Linked DNA regions of Mus musculus: regions 2 and 3 are each linked to region 1. A link is a contact called in public HiChIP or PLAC-seq data. All regions are on one chromosome and are shown on one strand. The core of a region is the stretch at or near the end of the contact, and the rest is flanking DNA. Distances in the headings are between cores, read along the strand shown. Region 1 overlaps Rad51b (RAD51 paralog B). Region 2 overlaps Rad51b (RAD51 paralog B). Region 3 overlaps Rad51b (RAD51 paralog B).

Region 1 (4,316 bases), core at 714-3,213:
TGCCTATGAGTGTTTGTGTTCATCTGTGTATGTGTGCCACATCTGTGTCTGCTGCCCATGAAGAACAGAGGAGGGCTTCCATTTCCTGGAACTGGAGTTAATGGGAAGTTGTGACCACCTGGTAGGTGCTCAAGGAGCCAAATCCGGGTTTTCTACATAATCAACCAGTGCTTTTAACCATGAAGCCATCACCCTAGCCCTCAACCAATTTTATTTTAAACACCTACTTTACTTAATTGCTTCTACTGTAGACTAAAGTCCATCTAAATCCCTCAGACCACATGCAGAAAGTTCCCTGTCTTGCTGTATCCCTTTGCTTACACTCTCCTGTCTCCCCTCCTGTTTTTTCAATTCTTTACTTCTTTTGTCAACCCAAATCTCATTATGTTCTTTCCATTCTCGTAAAGCCACTTTAGACTGTTTCTGGCCCAAGTAGTTCTTAAACTTCAAATTCCTGTTGTATTAACATGTAATGCCAGCACAGTTTATTTCTCTATTTTTAATTTGTTTAAGTGGGTTAGTTAATTTCTCTTTCCAAAGAGAATTCCAATTTTCCAAATGCAATATCCTTTACTTCCTGTGTGCCTTTTGCTGAATGCTCTGATTGAGCAGCTAGGAACCTTGACTTGACTGTAAAACCTTCTCCCCAGGATGCTGCTGAACGAAGGATAACTCCCAGAGCCATGCATGGGGATTAGCTGACTTTAGTATGGTATGCGGCTACATTTCATCAGTTTCCTGATGAATTGCTGCATGAAGAGATTAATTAAAGAAAACCCTTCCCCTTTGGCTAACCATCAGAATTGGCAGTTAGCCTTGAGATGTCAAAGCAAAAGTGTACAGGTTGCCTGGAGCAGGACAGATAGGAACACTGACCCCTATCCTACTTCATTATGGGCTGGCCAGGTTCTTTTACTGAGATAAGCAGAATTTATTAGATAAACAAGAAATTTACTTCTATTTTTTAAAGTTTCCATGAATTTGATACACATACACAAACACACACACACACACACACACACACACACACACACACGAGAGAGAGAGAGAGAGAGAGAGGGTGAGAGAGAGAGAGAGAGAAGACAAATAACTGAAATTTAGTTTCATCATCTTCTCATTCACTGAGAAAAGTTAAAATAATAATAATATAAGTTTACAACCTGAAATAGCCTGTAAATAATGTGGCTAATTGTGTTCCATAGCATTCTTAGTACTTTTAGTACATTCTGGAAGAATGAGTCCAGAGAGCATGCCAGTGGGAAAGACAGCTGGGCTCTTTTAGTGACGTTAAGTTCTGTGCTTAGCTAAGACACAGCTCTGTTTGCATTGTTAGTTTTAACCTTCTCTCAGTTTTCCTCCTCCTCCTCATTGTCTCCTTTGTACCCTAAAGACTCAGGGAGAATATTTGCTTAAAGTCAGAGGACAGAGGCACATTCATCTTCTTGTTCTAAAATGGAAAATAAGGTATTTTTTTCATCAGTATGTTCTGATCATGGTTTCTTTTTCTCCATCTTATCCCTGTCTCCATGGCTCCAATAATAAAGACTCTCTCAAAACCCCTAGAATTAAAGAAAAAAGAAGAAGAAGAAGCTCAAGAAAAACTCTCTCTCTCTTCCACACACACACACACACACACACCATAAAAACACAATCAGAAACCATAATATACCAACAAAAGACCAGATGATAAACAGTTGCCCAAACAAAGCAATATGAGACACAAAAGTGTACAAATATTCAGCTAAGTATGGTTTGAGTTGACCTACTGCTGAGCATGAAGCCTACCCTGAAGTGTGGTTTATATACATAGTGAGGCTCCACTGGAGAAAACCGATTTTTGAAAAATATTCTCTTTCTCAGGGCCAGGACCCATCTGACTAGAACCCATGCAAGCCCTGTGCATGCTGCCACAGTCTCTGGGAGCTCACTCGTGAGTCAGTCCCCTGGTATCTGGAAGTGTTTTCTTGATGTCAGTCATGCCCCACCCCTCTGGCTCTTTCAGTCTCTCTGCCTCCCCTTCTGCACAGTTCTCTGAGCCTTGAGAGGACGGCTTCCATGAAGACATCTTTTTAGGACCCAGTACTCCAAAGTCTCTCCCTCTGCCAATTCTTGTCAGGTTGTAGGTAGGTCTCTCTGCTTCATTCCCATCTGTTACAAGAGGGAGCTTCTCTGCTGATGCCTGAGACACTGATTCAACATTTGTCTTTTTCCATTAGAGCCATCGCATAGTCTGTTTAGGCTTGGTTTTAGGATTACTTATAATTTGAGTCTGTGATTCAGGTTATTATTTGAACATTTTTGGTTTCCTTGTGGCTAAATTACTGATGTTTATACAAAACTAAAACCCAACAAAACAAAACAAAAACCAGTCTCTCCCTGTTATTTGTGCATATGTGTGTTTAAGGAAAAAAAAAATCCTTACTCTATTGCAGAAATACTTGAATTAGAGAAATTCAAGGGCTAGAAAAGATTCCACCTTTTGACTATTGCCTTTGGTCCTTTGCTAGTGATTTTGGGGGAGTGGGGTGAGGGATCATGCCCTTGGGAAAGCAAGACATACAGGATATGTAAATACACATTTACTGTCTAGATCACCCCAGTACCTCCTGTCTGCAGCCCAGCCTTCCATAGAGCATCCTGGTGATAGCCACCCTATGATGGCTCTGGGTTGTCTTCTCGTGAGTCCTGTGTGCTCTGCACAGGCACCACTCCTGCTCTATAGAAAGGAGGTAAAGAAATGAGGGGGAGCAGCAGGCTTGGGGGGTGTCAGGAGGAGCCTGGTGCGGCTCTTTGAAGAGTCTGCTTAGCCTTCTCTAGCTGCCCCCCTCCCCAGCCCCATTCCTTTTCCCGACACTTCACTATTTGGATAAGGAATTTAAAATAAAAATTAGCTCATTTGCTTACATATTTCAGACCAGTTCTTTAATAATCTCCCATGTCCTGAAGAATCTTACAGTTTTTACTTGATTTCCATCTTTCTTGATCACTCTGCTGTATTTTATACAAAGTTAACATTCCGTTCTCCACGAAAGGGGAAGGATTTACTGAATGCGATGCTTGCCACACGAACCTTTCTCTAATCAGGCTTACTTGAAAGTGTGTATTTCACTGAGTGGCATTTGCAAATTGTTTTCCTCCCTACCCCACCAGAGCTGACAATATAAAAATGCTTCCATATGCCGAAAGCTGGCCGATTTATCTTGCTAGCAGGGTGTGTGTTCAGGGTGGGGTGCAGAGGGGGCAGTGTACTTTACTCCCTGGTTATGATATAAACATGAAACTGCGAAGTGCGGAGGTTTTGCAAGGAAAGCCCTGAGTTCACTGGGAACAGCTCTAGAGCCCCGAGGCTTCACTGCTGTTAGAGATAAGTGTTAAGAGTTGTTTTTACCCCACAAGAGTAAAATTTAAAAGTGCAATTATGATTTGCATATAGCTTGAAAATATTTAATTGAGTACAGTTAGAACAGAGCATTCAATTCTAATTTTGAACAGGCCTGAACATTTTAAGTAAATAAATAATTTTGCTTGACTACCTCAAGGCATTTCAGAGCTGCCACTGGAGGCTCCGTGATCTTCCCAGAGTTAACTGTTCCCCTCTCCACCTGCTCTGCCTGGTGTCACCAGCAGAGTCTAAACGCCACGCCCTTCTTTACACTGATTCTATTTACCTTGTCCCCTCACCATTTCTCCACAAGCCTGATTTATAGTTTCCTCCAGAGCGGTGGTTCTCAACCTGTGGGCATACTTGTCATTGGTAAATGTGACGGTCACATAATTTCTGCAAGTAAACAAATGGGCTGAGCTAGGTGCCTCTATGGTGTGTGTGTGTGTGTGTGTGTGTGTGTGTGTGTGTGTGTGTGTGTAGATTTATGTGCATGTGTGCATGTGAAAGCCAGAGGTCAACCTTGGGTATTGTTCTCCATCATTGTCTACCTTGTTCTCTGAGACCGAGTCTCTCACTGAGACCTAGAGCTTGCCTAGGTTAACCCAGATGGCCAGCAAGCCCCAGGTCTACCTGACCCTGCATTCCTAGTACTGAGAGTCCAAGCTTGAACCACACCATGCTTTCTTCCCCAAGTAGGGTTCGCTCCAGCCAGAGCTAGGTGTTTATTAAAAAGATTTCATTTGTTCTTGGAAGTCATAGCAACCCCTTATGAGTAAGTTAATAATAACTTGCCCATCTCTCTGAATTTATTTCATAAATCCAGAACACATTATGGATTATTCATAAACATTGTTGGTTTATTTACTGGAATTCTTTCAAAGTCACTCTTTACCTGAGGCATTAGTAAATTATCCTCCTCTTCCTCCTTGTT
Region 2 (4,316 bases), core at 788-3,287, 230 kb after region 1:
AGGAAAAGGTTCTATTGCAGGAGCGCCCAAAGGGCCCCGCCTCCCTGGGCAGATAGTGACTTGATGGAGCTAAAGCAGTGTAGCATCCCAGTGAGCCTTTCTGCTGTTTGGCTAGTGGAGGAAGATTGACACAAACCTTGGCTAGCCCTGTCTTCGTGGCCTCTAGAAAAGACTAGAGAAAAATCTGTTTGTCTTAGAAAGTGGATGGTCTAGCAGAGGGGAGAAAGGAGAGGGCTAGATCCTCTGGGACCAGTGTGCTTGTGTAGTGTACACAACACGACACCCAGGGATACCAGGCAAAGCTAACTCCTGGCATTCTCCCAAAGGATGGACAAGCTGAGATGTTCAAAGCAGGTCACCCTCCATAGAGGAAAAGCTCACGAGCCTGAGGTGGCTGTGAGTCGCGTCCTGCCCTGGCAGTCATGGTCATGTTCCAGGCTTGATGGCGCTTCAGTGTGACTCTTGTCTGCAGTTCACGTCAGTGGGCTCTCATTACTGTCTTCCTAAGTCCTGTTGACATTTGTAGGCAGAGAAGAAATCTGGATAAGGAAAATTCTTTTCTTGACATTGTTTAAAAGCATTACTAAAAAAAGAACAGACAGTATTTTCAGAGCTATGTGGAAGCAATGACGTTCGTGGTCAGTGTGGAAGCTCAGGTGGGTAGCTTGGTGAGCTGTTTCAGGCCACAGCCATTTGTGAGCAGCCTGGGATGTTCTGATATGGATACGAACACATTCATACTTCAGTGGCCACCTTTTTCTTCCCAAGACTGTCTTTTCTAGCATACAGCTTTTAGGATTTTTCTGGAAAAATTGCATTGTATTGGTTTGTGATGAGCTTAAGTTTCCAAAGAAATCCTACTGGATCCTCAAGACTGTTTCGTGTAAGGGGAAGAGTGGGTATCAGAAGCAAGCCATCTTTTTATCTTAGAAGTGGCAGGAGGTGGCTGTTCAGTCTACAGCTGACTTATCTGTGTATTTACAAACTGCAACTGAGGACAGCGAAGTGGCTTTGCTTGAAGTTACACAGAAAGTTAGTTCAGGAACAGCAAAGAAAAGCCCTGCCTCCTCATGCCTGGCTTGTCATCACAATGTGAGCTCTGTCCAGAAGAAGGGAATTCAGTCCTGTTGCTTTAAGAAATTTTGTGGGCCAGGCAGTGGTGGTACACCTTTAATCCCAGCAGATTAAAGGCAGAGGCAGGCAGATTTCTGTGAGTTTGAGGCCAGCCTGGCCTACAGAGAAAGTTCTAGGACAGCCAGAGCTACACAGAGAAACCCTGTCTTGAAAAAAAAATATTGTGAATATGTAAGACATTGAAGTGGCTTGTCAAGGTGGGCTCGTTATCCTGGATGAAGCATAATTTTAAAGAAATGTATTTGGAACACTCTAATTTTAACCTATGTTCTAATTCTAGCCCACAGAATTTTTGCTCAAAGTGCCCCCGCATACATTTTGTTCGAGCAGACCCTCAAGGCAGTTTTGTGGAAGTAGGAAAGACACATCTAAGTACAGCTGTTTTCCAGAAACAGAACTGAAGCTGGAAGCTGTGTGTGACCCAACCACACTGCTAGGAAGCTGCTGAGCGGGGCTCACGCCCAGGCGTGCAGGCCAAGCCCACGGCTTATCTCATTGCCCCACCATGCGTGTTGCTAAAATGATGTTTTAAAAAGCAGTCCCTTTTCCTCATCTTCTCCTGCAACGGCTACACTTTTCCTGCCCTGCCCGAGACAGTGCTGCCGTAGCCACACCATTTACCATATGTGGAGGGAATGGGCCTTCTCCTCCGCGCCTTCACTTCAGACCCAGTACTCTTTGCTTCCCCTTCAGATGTGAGGGGCTGCTGGGGTTATTGGCAGTGTCTCACTAGGCTGCCAGCGTTGAATAACCTTCATTTAAAACAAAAACAAACAAGGGAACAAGGGATAGGGAATTTAGCAAAGTTCTTGGCTCCCTTTTCTGGCTCTTCTTGAAACCCAGCATGCATTGTCAAGACGTGCTGCTTGTTTTCACACTGAACGCTAGGTGGCAGGGTGGCCACACCACTGGCTGTGGTCCCAGGGACAGGAATGAGGAGGCCTAGACCATCTGTGGCTTGGGGAGATTAGGCTAACCAACCTGGCTGATCTCTGCTTGACAGGGAACTGCCCGCAGTGAGTCTGAAACATATGCTTCCAAGATACTGCCTTTAAGTTTCCTTCTCCCTTTATTCCCTCAGCCCACTTGCAGTTTAATTTTTCTGCCCCATTGCATTCTGGTAGTAGAGGGCAGACACTGCCTGCCAGCAGCTGCCTCGAAGGGCAGATTGTGATGGGAGCACACAGTGGTGCTGGCACTCTTGCCTTGGCATGTCATTTGGGTCATGGGTGTCTGAAGGTAAGACCTTCCCTTGAGTTCATTAGATATTTCTCAGAGGGACAGCAGACTGAGCCTGAAGATCATAGTAAGCCATTACCCTACGATCACTCACTGTCCCCACTAACTCAGATACGCTGAAGATCACAAAAACAAGCAAACAAACCAAACAACAACAGAAGGCAGATTTTTGTTTTGCTGGCATGGCGCCATCTTGATTCTGCTGTGTAGCTAGACTGGCAGAGCTGCCGTAGGTGGGTGAGACATGGCTTCCAGTTTTTGTTCTTGTTTTCTTACCTAATAGTGTACTGGGGTCTGCTACCCTGGATGCCTCGCAGGCCACAGGCCGCAGGCCACAGTAAGCTAAATAAAGCACCAGTACAAGTTGTGTCCTTTCATGTTGTAGAGAGCATGAACTCCGGTTACAGAAATACTTCTCTGGATCTTTGGATTTTTTTTTTTTTTCTAAGAAAGAAGAAACACCATTAAAACAAAACATTGTGTACCAACTGAGGATAGCACCCTGACAGTACCCACCTTGAGACTTCAGTTAAAAAAAAAAAAAACAAGTCTGAATGTAGAAAATTGATCAAACAGAAAGATTTCGTTTTAATTACAAAGCATTCTTTCCTCACAGCTGAAACCACAATCAGATTTCATTAAACAGTGAGTAGTGAGTTCCTGATGTGGATTGTAAGTGACTCCATCGATGAGAATTAAAAAAAAAAAAAAATAGACTGTGTAAGTCGCAACTTTTCAGGAACTCACTTGTTGCGTAATACCAAGAACCAAGTGTCTTTGTACAAGAACCAAAATCACTTTGTACATATTCTTACATCACGACCTACCATTTCCCAACTGGGGAACCCAAAGCATTTTTTGGTTTTCAGCTAAGAGTCCTGATAAAATCCTAATTTTGCACATACAGCGTTGGTGACACTGAAGGGCCTCGTGAATGTGACCAAGGTGACTCGTCTACAGGATAGTTCTGTAGATGAAGGCCCAAGTGTTCTGCTGATTCAGTTGCCTAATGGACTTTCATTAAATTCAGCAATATGACTTTTGAGAATACCTCAAACAACGTACATAAAGCAGGCCAAGGATATTAATTGCAGGCTTTGAAGCTGGAAGAGGGTGGTGAGACCTTCTCCTTCCCTAAGAAAGAAATGTCATAAAAATTCCAAAGCAGAGATCAAATTTCCAGGGGGAGGGGCTTCTTTATTGTTTCCTCTAATAGCTGCTCTTGAGCCTTCTAGAGTGCTGTGTAGATTAGCCCTGGGCAGGGACTAAACAACAGCTTGGCTTTGCCCCACTCTAGTATTTTGCACCCATTTTGAATGATTAATTTATGATATTTTTGCTCTTGTCGGTCCTTTCTTTTATTCCACCTCCCTTCCCTCCCCCTGGAAGGTCTTTATCTTCACACTTTTCCAATTAATTGGTTTCCTTTGCCCTTGGAACCACAGTAAATGTGTAGTGGGTCTTTACGGGGGGGGGGGGGGCTTCATTCTGTGGATCATGCTTTAAAGTCTTGGGACTGGAGGGATGGTGAAAATGAGTCACAGCTTGTTTCTATATTTGCTTCTGTGTCAAGGGGTGTAGTTTTCTTACTACAATGTCTGCTCCATAGCTTACATTTTCAGGGAAACAAACCAGAATTCAGTCAGTTCCTTTAATGAAATGTTTTCAAATACTACAGAGTTCTTGGCCTCTGTAATTCCACACTGAACAGCACAGTGATGGCGGCCTTAGTATTTTTCTCCACAGGAAGAAAAAACACACTCAAAATAGGCTCCCTACCTCCCACCCCATGAGTCCTCCAGGAACAGGCCTTCTGAGTGTTGCCCAGGCCTGTTCACAGCCTTAGGACACCAGCACTAATTCACTGAAGGCCCCATAGTTACTTCTGAGTGACAGCTCAGGACAGGGACTTCAGGGATTGGGATCTAACAGTTAAAAGGAAG
Region 3 (4,316 bases), core at 1,244-3,743, 180 kb after region 1:
TGGCCCTCACTCTTGAGCGGTAAGTACATTCTCCCCCGAGCCATCTCTCCAGCTTGCTTCAGGCTTCTTACAAGCCAGCATTCTTGTTTTAAAAGGATATTGTAATTGCAGAAACACTCATTTGTGTTAAGTACATGTTGTAGTTCTTTTGTAGAAAACTCCAGGGGATTGTTGGCAGGTTTGTGAGTAAAATACCAGTTGTTCAGACCTGAAACTGAGGACCCATGCTTGGAAATTCACCTGCTGTAGTGTCAAAGTATATATGAACTAGGCCTAAAATTAAGTATCTGTGTTGGATCCTGGTTTTAGAGAGGCCATAGATCTGCTTTATGGAAACTCGAGCTTCTATGTAGAGACATTTGAAGCCACTACAAATTCAAACTGTTTAATGGGCAATCCAATAAAAGGTATTTCACCCCTGTGATAAGAAAGTAAGTACTAAGTGATATTTCTTTATCACCCAGAAAGAGAAAAGCCAGGCTCTGCCTTCAGTGTTCATCCCATAAGGACATAGGAAAGATACTAACTAGAGAACACTCTCTAAGGAAGGAATGATGGAAGTCCCTTTCATCTTGTTATCTGTGGTGTCTTTTGAAAGCCTAAGTCATATTCAGAAGTAATTTCTCAAACTCAGAGAACACTTAGATCGCTTTGGTCTTTGCCTGTAAATCAGTGGTTGATACTTTTGTGTGTGTGTTCTCCTTTAGAGTTTTGCCCTCACTAGAGGGCAGAGAAAGAGTTGATTTCATTAATCACCAAGAGCTGTTTACCACTATAATCTAGAGGGCACTTGCTCATGGCAGGGAATAAAATTACCTTGGTTGTGTAATCGTGGTTCACTGAGACTGGCCCCAAGTGTTTGGGAATTATTCAAGAGCTGTCTGAAACTAATCACTTAGCTAGTTTTCTCAGTGTTCTCTTTAAATTCACCTGTACACCTTCCAGTCGCATTGACAGAAGTGGAGGTTCCAGAAATTGCAACATTACTGACTTCCAGCCATGTGACATAGGATTTCAGACACCCAGTTAAATTTTAAGCCAGACATTTCTCTTCAATTCGGGTCACCTACAGGCCAGACAAGCCAAGGTCATATGTTGAATGAATGTATGAGTTCTGCTGGTTCCCGAAACTCTCCCGTTGTTCATAGCTTGAAATACTATGCCATGGTTAATCATAAGTGTCAGCTGCTGTGTCCTTTTATTTATTAACCTTAACCAGGAGGACCCAGCAAGAATCAGTGCTCACGTGGAGCCTTTCATGGTATCTTTTTGGACACTTCTTCCTCTGTCATTGTCTCTGAAAGTAACATTTTCTGTGCTGTAATTGAGTGACCAATCTGTAAGGCTATGTCTCTCTCCCTGATCTCTGTTTTATAGATATATAGTTTTGTAAGAATTAAAAATAAAAGATTTGTCTTTGATCAAAGAGGCTATAATCAGAAGTTTAGATCGGAACATTTTGTGAATGAATATCAGAGGAGAGCTTTTACTCAGATAACTTAGGGGCAGCTTATATTTTCACATTTATATATTTTCAGCTTCATAACAAAAATCATGTTCAGTTCCTTTTTTTTAGTCACTCAGAATTTTTCTAAACTTTAAGGTTACCTTTTTATTGTTGTTATTATTATTATTACTATTTTGGTTTTGGGTTTTTGAAACAGGGTTTCTTTGTGTAGCCCTAGCTTTCCTGGAACTAGCTTTGTAGACCAGGCTGGCCTTGAACTCACTGTGACCTTCCTGCTTCTGCCTTTCTCATGCTGGGATTACAGGCTTGTGTTCCCACTGCCTGGCTTGGGGTTAACTCTGTTGTGGTTTTCATTCATGTGGGCTTTCACTCAGTAATCTCAGTTCCATCCACACAGGCTCCATTGGGTCACCTGAACATGACGTGCTTCTGCCTGTCTTGCCTGGTTATATAATGCTGTTCCCTCAGCCTTCCGTTCTTCCCTCATCTCCTTCAGGACAGCATTCCTGCGCTTCTTCCATTCTTACATTTCCCTTGGCCTTGCACTTGGGTGTCAGTGCTGTTCTGTGCACTGCTTTATTTGACCTATTCAGGAAGTACTCCATACTACCTTATATTTTAATCTGTTTTTGTTGTTGTTGTTGTTCCAGTTTCCTCAGCAACAAGGGGCATCCATACAGAGGACCAAGGCCATATTTTCTAAGCAGCATCCAAATGGTTTGCTTGGCGCAAAACTGCATATTTCTCTTGTTTCTTCATCAATAGATGAGAAACATTCGTATTTGGTTTCTCAGAAGTGCTCTGAGGAAAAGCTAAGAGACTGACAGTGAACTTGGAATTCTCTTAAAAGTAGTTACTATTTCTTTCAGAAGTATTACCACAAGTGTTCAGTGACGGCTGTATGACACAGCAACCTGACTTTTCTACAATATCTAAAAGTTAAAATGGACAATCAACCACAGTAAAAGGTGATATGCTTACCCTTTGCCTGCAGTCTGTTTAACCAAGCCAAGATGAAGCAAGAGTGCTGGGAAATGAGCTGTTCTGAGTAACGTATTTGTTTAGGCTGCTTCTTAACCTCTGCTTCCTCTCCATGGTATCTACCTTTTTCAATGCTCTTTTTGTGTAGGATGGCATGTTAGCTGTTAGAATAATAGAGATCATACCCACCGCGCCAGCACTAGTCTGTCCCAGTCTGATCACACTCACTTGACTGCTTACCAGCAGGAGCTCAAGGGTAAGTAGCAATGGGGCATTAAACAAACAAGCCAGCTAAGAGGGCTGTCTAGGCCCAAGGACCAGAGTTTCTGGATTTGTTTAAAGAATTAAGCTCATGCATTGCACTTTCTCCCTTTGCAGCACAGATAGAAATCTTTGCTGGGGGAACATTTCAGGATCCCAGCTGTGAGTATAACTTACAATGGAAAATGTTTTTCAGTTTGGAAAGAGGCACTTACACTTCTGTAATGGAAGACAAAGATAACAAGGGAGAAAATATGTTCAGGATTGTCATGGCTTGATGAAGAGAGCAGTCTAATGTTATTGTTAGTCCTTGAAATTAGGGCATCTCTGTTTGCATCTTCCTGTTAGATTGGTTAAGAAGTATACAGTATCCACCGTGTTGAGGACTGTTCAGCATTATGGACATTACAGTAATAGGAGAAGACATGGTTACTGCCCTTGAGGGAGTGAACATTGAATAGGTGACTGATATAGATTAGGATCAGCAACAGAATGATGTAAGTCAGGTGTAATCAAAGAGCCCCAGACAAACTACAGACCAGAAAGTAAGGAATAGATTACCATGGTCTCTGCAGTTACGTCGTAGCTTTAAGTTTCTTGGATATCCTCCACATATCATATCTTTTCTCTTAAGCAAGACTGTATGTGCCCTTTACCAAGGAAAGTGTTTACAATCGCAAACTTATGACTTTGAGTCTCTTGCAAAACTGTAAGAAGCGAGCGAATGGGAGCCAACAGTGTGACAAAGAGGATTGTGGTGCACCAGTGCTTCATAGCAAAGGAGGCACAATGCTTGGTCGTGAGACTGTAATAGAGACGATGCCCTTTTTCAGCTTTGTAAAATGTGACTTTTGGTTATAACTTCAAAGGAAAAAGGACTATTCTAACTTGATTACTTTCCTTAATTTAAAAAATATAGAACACTTCATTTCCCTCTCAGTCTCAGTATGTTTTCATTTTAATTTGCCCCACTTATTAGTTTATTCAGCACATAATTATTTTTGGCAGGCTTATATCCCATGTGCCCTGTGGGTATAAGGTTGGGGTCCTGGACAAAGCTGGAACAACTAAAGGGTAAAGCGAGAGCCTACAATTTTAACTTGTTAAGATTGTGTGTGTGTGCGTGTGTGTGTGTGTGTGTGTGTGTGTGTGTGTGTGTGTATGTGTGTGTGTTTTCTGTAGTTAATTTTGAAGAAACCTCTAATTTTAGCTAGAGTTACCGTGTCCTCATCATTACTGGTTTGTTCCTTTGCCCACTCATTCATTTTTCAAATTAATGATTGATGGAAATCTAGCCATGCATGAGTCATCAGAGGGATCCCTTCTCATTCAGCTCTGATGAAATCATCAGGTTTCTTCACATGCCTCCCTCCAGGATGTGCTGACTCTATTTTCAACACCTTCTAACTGGCCTCCCAATTCCTGCTTATTTGCTTCCCTCTTAGAGTAAGTTTCAAACCTGGTCACTGTGAGCCACGATAAAAACTGCGTTTGGATGTGCACTGCTGCTGATCATGAGTTACCGTATACTTATAAGACTAAGACAAAGCATTCTCAAAATCATAGATGCCTTTGCTCTGTATAATTCATTGTGGTATTGTTTTGG

The links. HiChIP or PLAC-seq counts read pairs in DNA pulled down with a chosen protein or histone mark.
Region 2: a FOXA1 HiChIP or PLAC-seq map of pancreatic cancer cells shows a contact between it and region 1. The contact joins two enhancer-like sites. A contact is called at or near these places in 1 of 15 datasets of contacts at CTCF or cohesin (large pre-B cells), 5 of 484 Hi-C or Micro-C datasets (the HPC-7 cell line, the N1E-115 cell line, cranial neural crest and 1 more), 11 of 115 datasets of contacts at active chromatin or transcription factors (CD8 T cells, the NIH/3T3 cell line, embryonic fibroblasts and 6 more) and 1 of 9 other capture datasets (embryonic stem cells).
Region 3: a contact with region 1 is called in a FOXA1 HiChIP or PLAC-seq map of pancreatic cancer cells. The contact joins two enhancer-like sites. A contact is called at or near these places in 2 of 15 datasets of contacts at CTCF or cohesin (CD8 T cells and the NIH/3T3 cell line), 3 of 115 datasets of contacts at active chromatin or transcription factors (CD8 T cells, large pre-B cells and pancreatic cancer cells) and 1 of 9 other capture datasets (embryonic stem cells).

Annotation. Positions count from the first base shown.
Region 1 is chr12:79,381,793-79,386,108 of GRCm38.p6, forward strand. The region is part of intron 7 of Rad51b (RAD51 paralog B); the gene reads left to right. Among named protein-coding and RNA genes, the nearest start is that of Rad51b, 87 kb to the left of the region's middle. Within about 2 kb of position 1,964, at least 74 of the 459 cell types and tissues checked have an H3K27ac peak or open chromatin away from gene starts, as enhancers often do. A contact at or near this core is called in the NIH/3T3 cell line, heart atrium and pancreatic cancer cells, where this site is marked.
Region 2 is chr12:79,610,849-79,615,164 of GRCm38.p6, forward strand. All of the region lies in intron 7 of Rad51b (RAD51 paralog B), which reads left to right. Among named protein-coding and RNA genes, the nearest start is that of Gm36048, 190 kb to the right of the region's middle. Within about 2 kb of position 2,038, at least 163 of the 459 cell types and tissues checked have an H3K27ac peak or open chromatin away from gene starts, as enhancers often do. A contact at or near this core is called in the NIH/3T3 cell line, heart atrium and pancreatic cancer cells, where this site is marked.
Region 3 is chr12:79,557,103-79,561,418 of GRCm38.p6, forward strand. The region is part of intron 7 of Rad51b (RAD51 paralog B); the gene reads left to right. Among named protein-coding and RNA genes, the nearest start is that of Gm36048, 240 kb to the right of the region's middle. Within about 2 kb of position 2,494, at least 49 of the 459 cell types and tissues checked have an H3K27ac peak or open chromatin away from gene starts, as enhancers often do. A contact at or near this core is called in the NIH/3T3 cell line and pancreatic cancer cells, where this site is marked.